3 separate regions of the Anser cygnoides genome follow, and regions 1 and 2 are each linked to region 3. Evidence: chromatin contacts called from public Hi-C data. All regions are on one chromosome and are shown on one strand. Each heading gives the region's core, a stretch centred on a gene start, on an enhancer-like site or on the middle of the called end of the contact. The rest is flanking DNA. Distances are from core to core; before and after follow the strand shown.

Evidence for each region. A called contact is a pair of places that touch in the nucleus more often than the background predicts.
Region 1: a contact with region 3 is called in a Hi-C map of fetal liver, with 1.9 times the contacts expected there. The contact joins the enhancer-like site here to the promoter of CIPC in region 3. A contact is called at or near these places in 5 of 7 Hi-C or Micro-C datasets (fetal liver, granulosa cells and liver).
Region 2: a Hi-C map of liver shows a contact between it and region 3, with 4 times the contacts expected there. The contact joins the promoter of ANGEL1 here to the promoter of CIPC in region 3. A contact is called at or near these places in 2 of 7 Hi-C or Micro-C datasets (both in liver).

Annotation. Positions count from the first base shown.
Region 1 is chr5:43,342,112-43,344,997 of Taihu_goose_T2T_genome, reverse strand. No RefSeq gene overlaps it. Among named protein-coding and RNA genes, the nearest start is that of VASH1, 5.5 kb to the left of the region's middle. Within about 2 kb of position 1,492, at least 1 of the 3 cell types and tissues checked has open chromatin away from gene starts, as enhancers often do. A contact at or near this core is called in fetal liver, where this site is marked.
Region 2 is chr5:43,380,273-43,383,302 of Taihu_goose_T2T_genome, reverse strand. ANGEL1 (angel homolog 1) reads left to right here and starts at 1,435. Exons shown (of 10, transcript XM_013185586.3): 1 at 1,435-1,565. It overlaps LRRC74A (leucine rich repeat containing 74A), which reads right to left and starts at 1,296. Exons shown (of 13, transcript XM_048059752.2): 1 at 1,096-1,296. The coding sequence starts at 1,123.
Region 3 is chr5:43,555,726-43,558,616 of Taihu_goose_T2T_genome, reverse strand. It overlaps CIPC (CLOCK interacting pacemaker), which reads right to left and starts at 1,478. Exons shown (of 5, transcript XM_048059782.2): 1 at 1,328-1,478.

The sequences.
Region 1 (2,886 bases), core at 243-2,742, 210 kb after region 3:
CTGATGTTCTCCGCTGGCCTGAGTCACCCAGAGCCTCTGTATGACACCAGACAGCCTGCAGCGTACTTGGTGAGGGTTCTTCCCCTGCGAGCTGTGCTCCGATGGACCACGGCTCCCCCTGCACCCACAGGAAAACCGTGGGGCATTCCTGGAGATTCACGTTTTCTTCCAGGCTTGACTCTGGTGGCAGCTGTGAGAGGAAGTGAGGGGCCGCAGGGCAGGAAGCGAGGTTTGGAGGGCTGCGAGGGACGTGCGGGGGAGTCCGGGGTGGCCTGGGCCTGACAGGTTAGCAGAGCGCTGTGCTCCATGAAGGGGTGGGGAGGAAACCTCTACAGCTTCTTAGCTGCAGATTTTCTAAGCAAAATAATTACGTAAGGTATGGTATTATTTGTATTTACTCTTCTGTGAATGTATTTATGTGACCCTTGGTTTTCATGTGGAATAAATGGGGGAGCTGACTTTGTTTAACTTTCGGGAAGAGAAGTCTGAGAGGGTGCAGTCTTTAGGCACAGAAAAGGCCACTGAAAATAGGTGCGTTCTGCACTGCCATGATACACAGAACAAGAAGGGATGTAAGTTTAAAACGTAATGAGAGAGTTAGAAATTAGAAAAAAACTTTCCACAAGGACAAGGGAAAACTGGAACCAGTGGTCTCAGCAGAATATGGAGTCCATATCACTGAAAAGTTTCAAGCACTGTTCGTCAGTTTTCAGTCAGGAATGGTTTAGTTAGCGTTGATCCTGCTTTTGGGAGGAGGGAGAAGGACCTATATGACCTGGTAAAATGCCTTTATGGCCCTTTCTTCTCTGACTGAAAATCAATGGCCTAATGTATTGTTCACTGAAGAGGGGGAGGGTTTTTGCTGATTTGAAGGGCTCTCTTGATGGTAAAGTAAGCTAAACTCTGACCTTTGTTCATACAAACAGCCTCATGGGTTCCAGTTACTGCACTTAAATGAGAGAAATGGTGTATATCAGGCTGGAACATCAGAGCAGAGTGGCTTAATGGAAATTTTCTTACTAATATTGTTTTTACAGATTATGCAAACTACCTCTTTTGTTTGATTTTTTTTTGAAGCTACTTTCAGTTAGAGATTTGAAAGTCATGTTTTAAGTGGTGGTTTTTGTTTGTGTGTTGTTTCCTTTATCTGTGTTTAGTTTTCTCCAGCTCACAACTGTACTGCCTTGAGCCTGATTATACAAATTGTCTTTATCTAGTGCAATGAAATTGTCTGCTGTGCAGGAAACTCTTATGAGGTCAGTGTACTGCCAAGCATTACGCGTATGTTGCAGTAGATCTTTGCTCATAGCAGGAATTCTACCTTTGCCCCTAATTCTGTTTTTGCTGCAGGTCTATTCAGGAATATCTCTAAAGATAACAGCAAAGGTTCTGTTGTTTGATTGCAAAGCTGATATAACCTTTAGTCTGTCTGGGTGATTGACTGGCATAACAGTGCCAGAACAGCCCTTGTTTTGTGGGCAGCTAAGAATGACTTCATCAGTGGCCAATACAGTGACTGCACGTTTTCCTGTTCAGGTGCAGTTATACTGATTACCTTCCCTATGTAGGTCAGATCTAAGAGGAAAGAGGCATGAATCCAATCAACTACTGAAATGTCAGCAAATACTTGTGAAACTTGTGCATTTATCTTCCTTTATCATTGGCCTGTTGAGCTATAACACAACTGACTGACCTTGCCATGTCACATAACCCAGCACGTTGTCACATGGCACCCCTCATCCCATCTGTCACACGGTGAATAATACACCAGCCACACATCTTCCTGCATGTAGAGATCTAGACAGCAGGACGCAAGAAGGCTGAAAGGATAGGACTCGCTGGAAGGAGGCAAAGACTATACATGGTCATCAGAACTTTACAATGGATTAGTTTTATTTGGAGTTTCTCATTTGTTCTTAATAATAACCCTGTTGATGAAAGGGACTTAGACAGGGCATGGCTGTGGCATTTCAGGGTTGGGACAAACATCTTGCTTCTGTGCCACCCCAGCTTAGAGGCAGGGTGTGAGACCAAAAGCTAGAGTTTTGAGTTGTGTGCAGAAGTGGCATCTGAAGATTAATTCATCCAGAGAGGGAACAGAAAAACCACCTTGATACCTGGGTGCCTAGTGCAAGAATGGTAAGAATAGATGCTGTCTGAAGTTCAGCTGTTTCCTTCGGAGAAGGACCATAGATTGAAATGGTTTTACATCAAATTTTTGTGAAAGGAATATGAATAGTTAACAGGTATTAAGTATTCTACCTAGCTGGAAAGGAAAAAGGCTTTGTTTTCTGAAGAGAGGCAAACTCTAGTTATAGTTAATAGAGCTTTCTTCTTCTATAGGAGTGCTAAACAGACATAGCGAAGTTAGAGTCTGAAGTTACGCTAGAAAACAAACAAACAAAAACAAACCAAACAAACACCCCAACACAAACAAACAAACAAAAAACCAAACACATCAAAACCAAAATCCAAACAGCTGGGTAACATAAACTGGAAATAAGTGTACCTGATTCTAAAGTTCATTACCTTCTCCAGTGTGCTTTTAGATAAAACTAGAAGGTTCTTTAATCATAAAATTCTTATTTTCCTTTCTATCTGATATTTTCTCTAGAGGTGGGGAGGAAATGGGCTACTCCCATAAGACCCTTTTTCCTGTTCTGCATTGAAACAGACAAAACCAGACACCTTTGAAAGGTTTAACTGGAACCAGAATAACAAATGCGCCAACACTCAGGCTATGTATTTGGTTTGTTGGAGGAGCAACATTCAAATCCCACCAGTGCTTCATGTGGAATAGAAATTTGAGCATACATTTCTCACATCCAAATAGGTGTAGTGACCTTGGACTGCAATGTGAGGCTTTCTTCTATGGGTGAAAGTGAG
Region 2 (3,030 bases), core at 186-2,685, 180 kb after region 3:
CAATCATCAAGGAATATTACTACGTAACACTTGAAAAATTGTTTTATGCTCTATTTAAATACACAGAAACAAGAACCAAAGAGAGTTGTCCCATAGATTTGATTATTTTAAAGTAGTTGTATTATAAAGGAAAATAAGAAATTAACTTATAGGGACTAAGTGACAACACAAAAAAGGCTTTGAATTTTGAGAAGAACTTGCTGGTAGCATTGGCAGCACAGTAATTACCAAAAATAAATGTGTAATATTCATTTAAAAAAAAAGTCCCCCACTATCAATGAACACTCAAACCAGCATGTACCATGGATGAGCATTCCCACATATACTGGTACTGAGAAGTTTTGCTTTGAAATTTGAGAAATATGCACCTATGCAATTAAAGAAGACAGAAGAATTATTAACACAATTCCTGGTATTTCTATGAAGTGTTTGTATTTATTAATAAAGAAAATGCTTAGCACTAACATAATTAGTAACTCTTGGTGCATATTAAGAAGATCTCAATTGCTTTTCAGTATTTCTTTGCTTTACTTCAATTAATTAACTATACCTTGAAAGTTATCAGGGCAAAAAACCAGTTCCCCTCACGCTGTGACTAAATCAGCCAAGTATAAAACTTCATGAGGGAGCAGTATAGGAATAGTTAAGCTAGAAAATCAGGCCAAAATGCTACAAACCTAGACCCTAACTCCAGTTAGCACATTCACAGAATTATCTTGCTACCTTCAAAACTTGCCCATACTTCTAGGCAAAGGAGGGTTGAAATAGGAACTCATCTCACATGGTGCTGAGCTCTGACATCTGTGGAAATTAAGGGAAATTAAGGGCAGCTGGGCATAATTGCTGGGAAGCTGGTACTGGCCAGCTCGCTTAGGGTGCATTTTGTTCTCCAAGCAAGGTGCCAGACTGGCTGTTACCAGCCTGCTCCCAGATGGCAGCCGTCAACTTTGGGCATCGGCACTCTCGGTCCCTGCTCACCCCATTTCTCTGCAGTGGTGCTTTCCTGCTGCCTTTCCCCCCTCGGATCCTACTGATCTGCCTTTGGCTACTTTGGACTATTTCTGAAATGACTTAGCTGGTAAGTAAGCACCACACCTGTGTCCTTCTCAGACTCATTCTCCATGGGTACGTTTCCTTGCCAGCAGCAGTGATCTGAGGGTTTATTTGCTTTTTCTCTTCTGTCAGTGAGGGGTTTGCAGCCACCTCCTAGGACCCTGCCATTTCCTCTAAGGTATGCACAGGAAGCACAGCTGCTCGGCTACAACTGACAAGCCTCCAAGAGCAATGGTGCTAGTTGTAAGGTTGACGTTCTCGATTTATACTGCTCACGAGCACGTTTTGTGTTGGCAGGGGCTGGCTGGGTGTTAAGAGAACCCCGTCTCCCTTGGGTGCCCTCGGCCCTTCTGTGACCTCACGTCCGCATCCTGACCGCAGGTTCTGGGTGTTCCGGGAAACCAGCGCTGCTTGGGCTTGGATCGCATCAGCACCCGGTAACGGAGAAGAGAGCAGATGAGGTTTTGGCTGTGAGACCCCCAGGCATATCGGAGCGTGGTGCCAGGCTTCTGGTGAGAGATCTCCCTCCTTCTGGGTTAGCACCGCGGTTTGTATAGCTTCCCATGAGAAAGTCAGACCGGAGCACATGCAGTCTTAAAGGAGCTTAGGGCAAAACGAGTGTATCAGCCTCTTTGTCTTGAATGGATTCGGACTTCTCTACTGACAATTTCCCTATATAATTTGTAACAGTGTGGCTAGTAAACATGTCAGCACTTAAGGGAGCCTCAAATCAAGTATTCATTCATCCCACCAGCTGATGTTGGTGCCAAAATTGGCTTAACACTTACTATTTTGTATTACTTATACTGAGGACTCTGTAATGTTTCCTTTTTGGCTAGAACCAAAATCGTAATGCAAGAGGCTTTCTGATAAAGGTTAAGCACACATGGTACATACATTTAGTCCATTTCCATAGGGATGGGTTATTTTTAGTGTTTTTGTTTCCCTAGGTTCTACATAAACCTTCCAACTAGTCCACTCATTAGAGGCTATGATAGGGTTATTTTATATATAGAACAAAACATGCTGCATAAACCAGTGGAAGGTTTGACCCCAAAGCAGATAACCGCTGTCAGCTTTGATTTTATTGCCAAAGTTTGTAAATATTTTTCTCTAGCATAGGCCAACCAACAGTGGCTGTTGAGATGCTTGTCTGTGGTTCTGGCCAGTGTTCTTCTCCCATTCCAGTCCAATTAGGCTGATGTGGACTGGGCTGGGCCTTCAGATGCTTTCTTTGATCTTTCCTCTCACAGAACAGCCTTGGTTTAAATTCTCTGGTCACTAGCCCTTGCTGCCGCATATCTTTCCTCTGGAGAACATCCTCTGCTTTAGGCAGACACCAATGATTGTTTCCAGAGGTTTGCTTCCCACAGCAGGATATGGGAGGCCGCAGTCCAGTGCTGTGCTTTGCCAGAGACATCTGTGGGTTTTGGGACAGGTCACTGCTTCTGTGCCTCAATTTCCCTCTCAATGACACATCCGGTCCTAACTCGAAGCAGAAATAAGAAAGTGCTCTGATGCCGCTGCACGGTGATCCATGTAAAACTCTAGATGCAGGTATTGGAAATATTGCTTTGCCAATTTGAAAAAGACCTTATTGCCTTATCGCTTTGAGAATACCCCACAGAGCAGAGCACTGCATTGCAGTAGTCGGTGTGCTTCTTGCTAACAACGATCTGTGGGGTTTTATAACTGCAGATTTTAGAATGACATTGGCTGGATTATTATTTATGTACTTAGTTACATCAGCTCAGGTCCTAGCTGTGGACGCCCTTTGTACTGATCAGAATACACAAATAGTGTAAGAGACAGGTCGCCCCTCAGAAAGGGTTTGTCTGAGAATAACCGGAGAGACAAAGCAGGTGACCATCAAGGGCACAGTTTGGCAGCACTGGTCGGCACAGCAGGCAGGGATGATGTGAGTCTTGTTGAATTTATTGCAAAAGCCCATTGATAAGAGAGTTTGGAAGATCATCT
Region 3 (2,891 bases), core at 229-2,728:
AATGACGCTGCAGCAGATACATTGTGGAACAAACTACGTCGAAACGCAAATTTCATCTTAAATCCTGACAGCTGGTTGTTAGAGTTGTGCTCTAAGTTCTTGAGCCTGGGCACCTCCAGTGATGAACTCTGTACATTAGATAACTGTGGTGAGATGCTAGCGTGACCACCTACAAAACTACAAGCAAGACAGAAAAATGCTCAACAGAACAGAACTTCTTCAGTAGCCTTCTGCCTCATTTTTCTGTCTTCAGTCACACCTGCTGACCTGCTAACAGATAGAGGACAGACATAACTACATAAAATCAACCTAGATACTGTCCCTCCTTTGGGATCCTTAACAGAATCTTCTAATAAAGTCTTGTCAAGGGATTCTGATCAGGAAACCCAGTAAGAAAAGCATGTAATTATATCATAGAGAAAAAATGCTGGCACTTCAAGATAAATATCAATATATATGTCTTAATCAGTTTGAATTCTAACCGGGTTAAAAGTTACAAAATATAAATCCTGCTTCACTGTGTCTTTCACTAACAGAACAGCTCAGCTGAATGCTCATGGCACAAACAAGTTTAAATGGAAGATGAGGGTTCAGTCCTGGTCCACGCTTCTATTGCTTACCCCTCTCCAAAACAAAAATATTTCTCTTAAGGAAGCGATATGTATGGATGTTAATCTCCAAAAATCAGAACTGGACACAGAACGAGGGCCAGATGTGAGTTTAATGCGAACACCTCACCTGTTAGCCTCACATCACAGGGTCATTGAGCATCCCGAGCTGGAAGGGACCACAAGGCTCATCGAGTCCAACCCCTGGGTCCACACGGGACCACCCAAACATCAGGCCCTACGTCTGGAGTTCAAGAAGCGTTTGGCCGATGCTCTGAACACGCCCGGTGCCGTGACCACTGCCCTGGGAGCCTGTCCCAGTGCCCGACCCCCCGGTGCAGAACCTTTACCTAGCACCCAGCCTGACCCTGCCCTGACCCAGCTCCACGCCGCTCCCTCGGGACCCGTCACGGGAAGGTCTGGGAAGGGCTGGCACCTCTTTTTCTCTTCCCTTCAGAAAACAACAAACCGAGCACAACCCACAGCGAAGCGGGCACTGGGACCCCCCGGAGGCTCTCCCTTCCTCCCTCCCTCCGCAGCTGCGACAGCCTCACGGCGGGCCCGGCGAGGCCCCGCGCAGCCAGCCCGAACGAGCCTCCCTTGGGGCCCTCCATCGCCCCCAGCCCCCTGCGGCAGCCCCTCGGGGCCCTCCAGCACCCCCGAGCCCCGCGGCTGCCCCCCGCCGCCTCCGGGCCGGGCCGGGCCGCGCCGCCCCTCACCTGCCCGCGGGCCGCCTCAGCGCCGCCCGCTCCACGCATGCGCGGCGCCGCCACCATGGCGCTGCGACCTCCCCGGCTGCGCCCAGCGCCCGCCCCGCGGCGCGCACGCGCAGCTCCGCTGCCTGCCCTCCTCTAAGGGGGGCGGGGCGGTGTAATGGCGGTGTCGCCACCTGAGGGGAGAAGGCGGGAGGGCGTTCAGGGGTTGCGGCCACAGGCCATGGAGCGCTGTGAGGGAGGGGTGTGCAGCTGTAGGTGCACAAACGGCTGTCAGGTCTGTCAGGAAGAAGGGCTAGCCCGAGGTGTCGATTTGAAAGCCCTTTGGGGAGCCGCCTCGCCGTCAGGGAGGTGGCAGGAAAGAGGGTTGTCGCTGGAAAAGCGGGGGTGCATCCAGCTGGCCGTGTGCCCTCGGCCCAGCGGGTGTGTGGGGGCTTGGAAATGTGTGCTGCCAGGCCTGGGCTCCTGAGGGGTCCAGGCAGGTGAGCAGGGCCAGGAATTTGGGATGCTGCTGGAGTTCACAAGTGCTGTGCAAAAAGTACAGTTCAACGCCCTCACAGGAGTCCAGGCTGCTCTAGAGGCTGTCATACCCCAGGAGTGAGAGGGCAGCAAAAGCCACGCGCTAACAGCCACCTACAAAGTGAGGGAGGCAGCATCAAAGGTCCAAAGACTTTAAGCTTGTCATCTCAAAGAGGGAAAAGAGCAAATGGAGGAGCTGTCATGAGCAGATGAGGAGCAAAAGATACCCTTATTCTTCTACACGGTAAATACAAGGTAGTGAAAGGAGTGTGTAGATTTGCTTTCCATGAACTACAGAGAACCAAGGGCAAATAAGTAGGTGGAAGTGGATCTTTTGGATCAATGAATACAGCAAGAATGGCTATTCTTATTCTGAGAACTCCATAAACACTGCCAGCACCTAAAAGTCTGTCAGAATATTTTGCATTTGGAGATGATAAGCAATTTCATGACAGAAAACAGAAAGGGGGTGTGTAGAAGGGCTGAGCAGCGACAATGACGTCCCTTGAATAGAATCATAGAATATCCCAAGTTGGAAGGGACCCACAAGGATCATCTAGTCCAACTCCTGGCACCACACAGGTCTGCCCAAAAATTCAGACCACATGACTAAGAGTACAGTTCAAACGCTTCTTAAACTCTGACAGCCTTGGTGCCGTGACTGTATCCCTGAGGAGCCTGTTCCAGTGTGCGACAGCCCTCTTGGTGAAGAACCTTTTGATATCCAGACTGAACCTCCCCTGTCACAGCTTTACACCGTTCCTGTGGGCCCTATCGCTCGTCACTAAAGAGATTAGATCAGTGCCTGCCCCTCCACTCCCCCTCGTGAAGAAGCTGTAGGCTGCGATGAGGTCTCCCCTCAGCCGCCTCTTCTCCAGGCTGAACAGGCCAAGTGACGTCAGCCATTCCTCATGTGTCTTCCCCTCTAGGCCCTTCACCGTCTTAGTAGCCCTCCTCTGGACACTCTCCAACAGTTTTACATCCTTTTTGTACTGTGGTGCCCAGAACTGCACACAGTACTCGAGGTGAGGCCGCACCAGCGCAGAGTAGA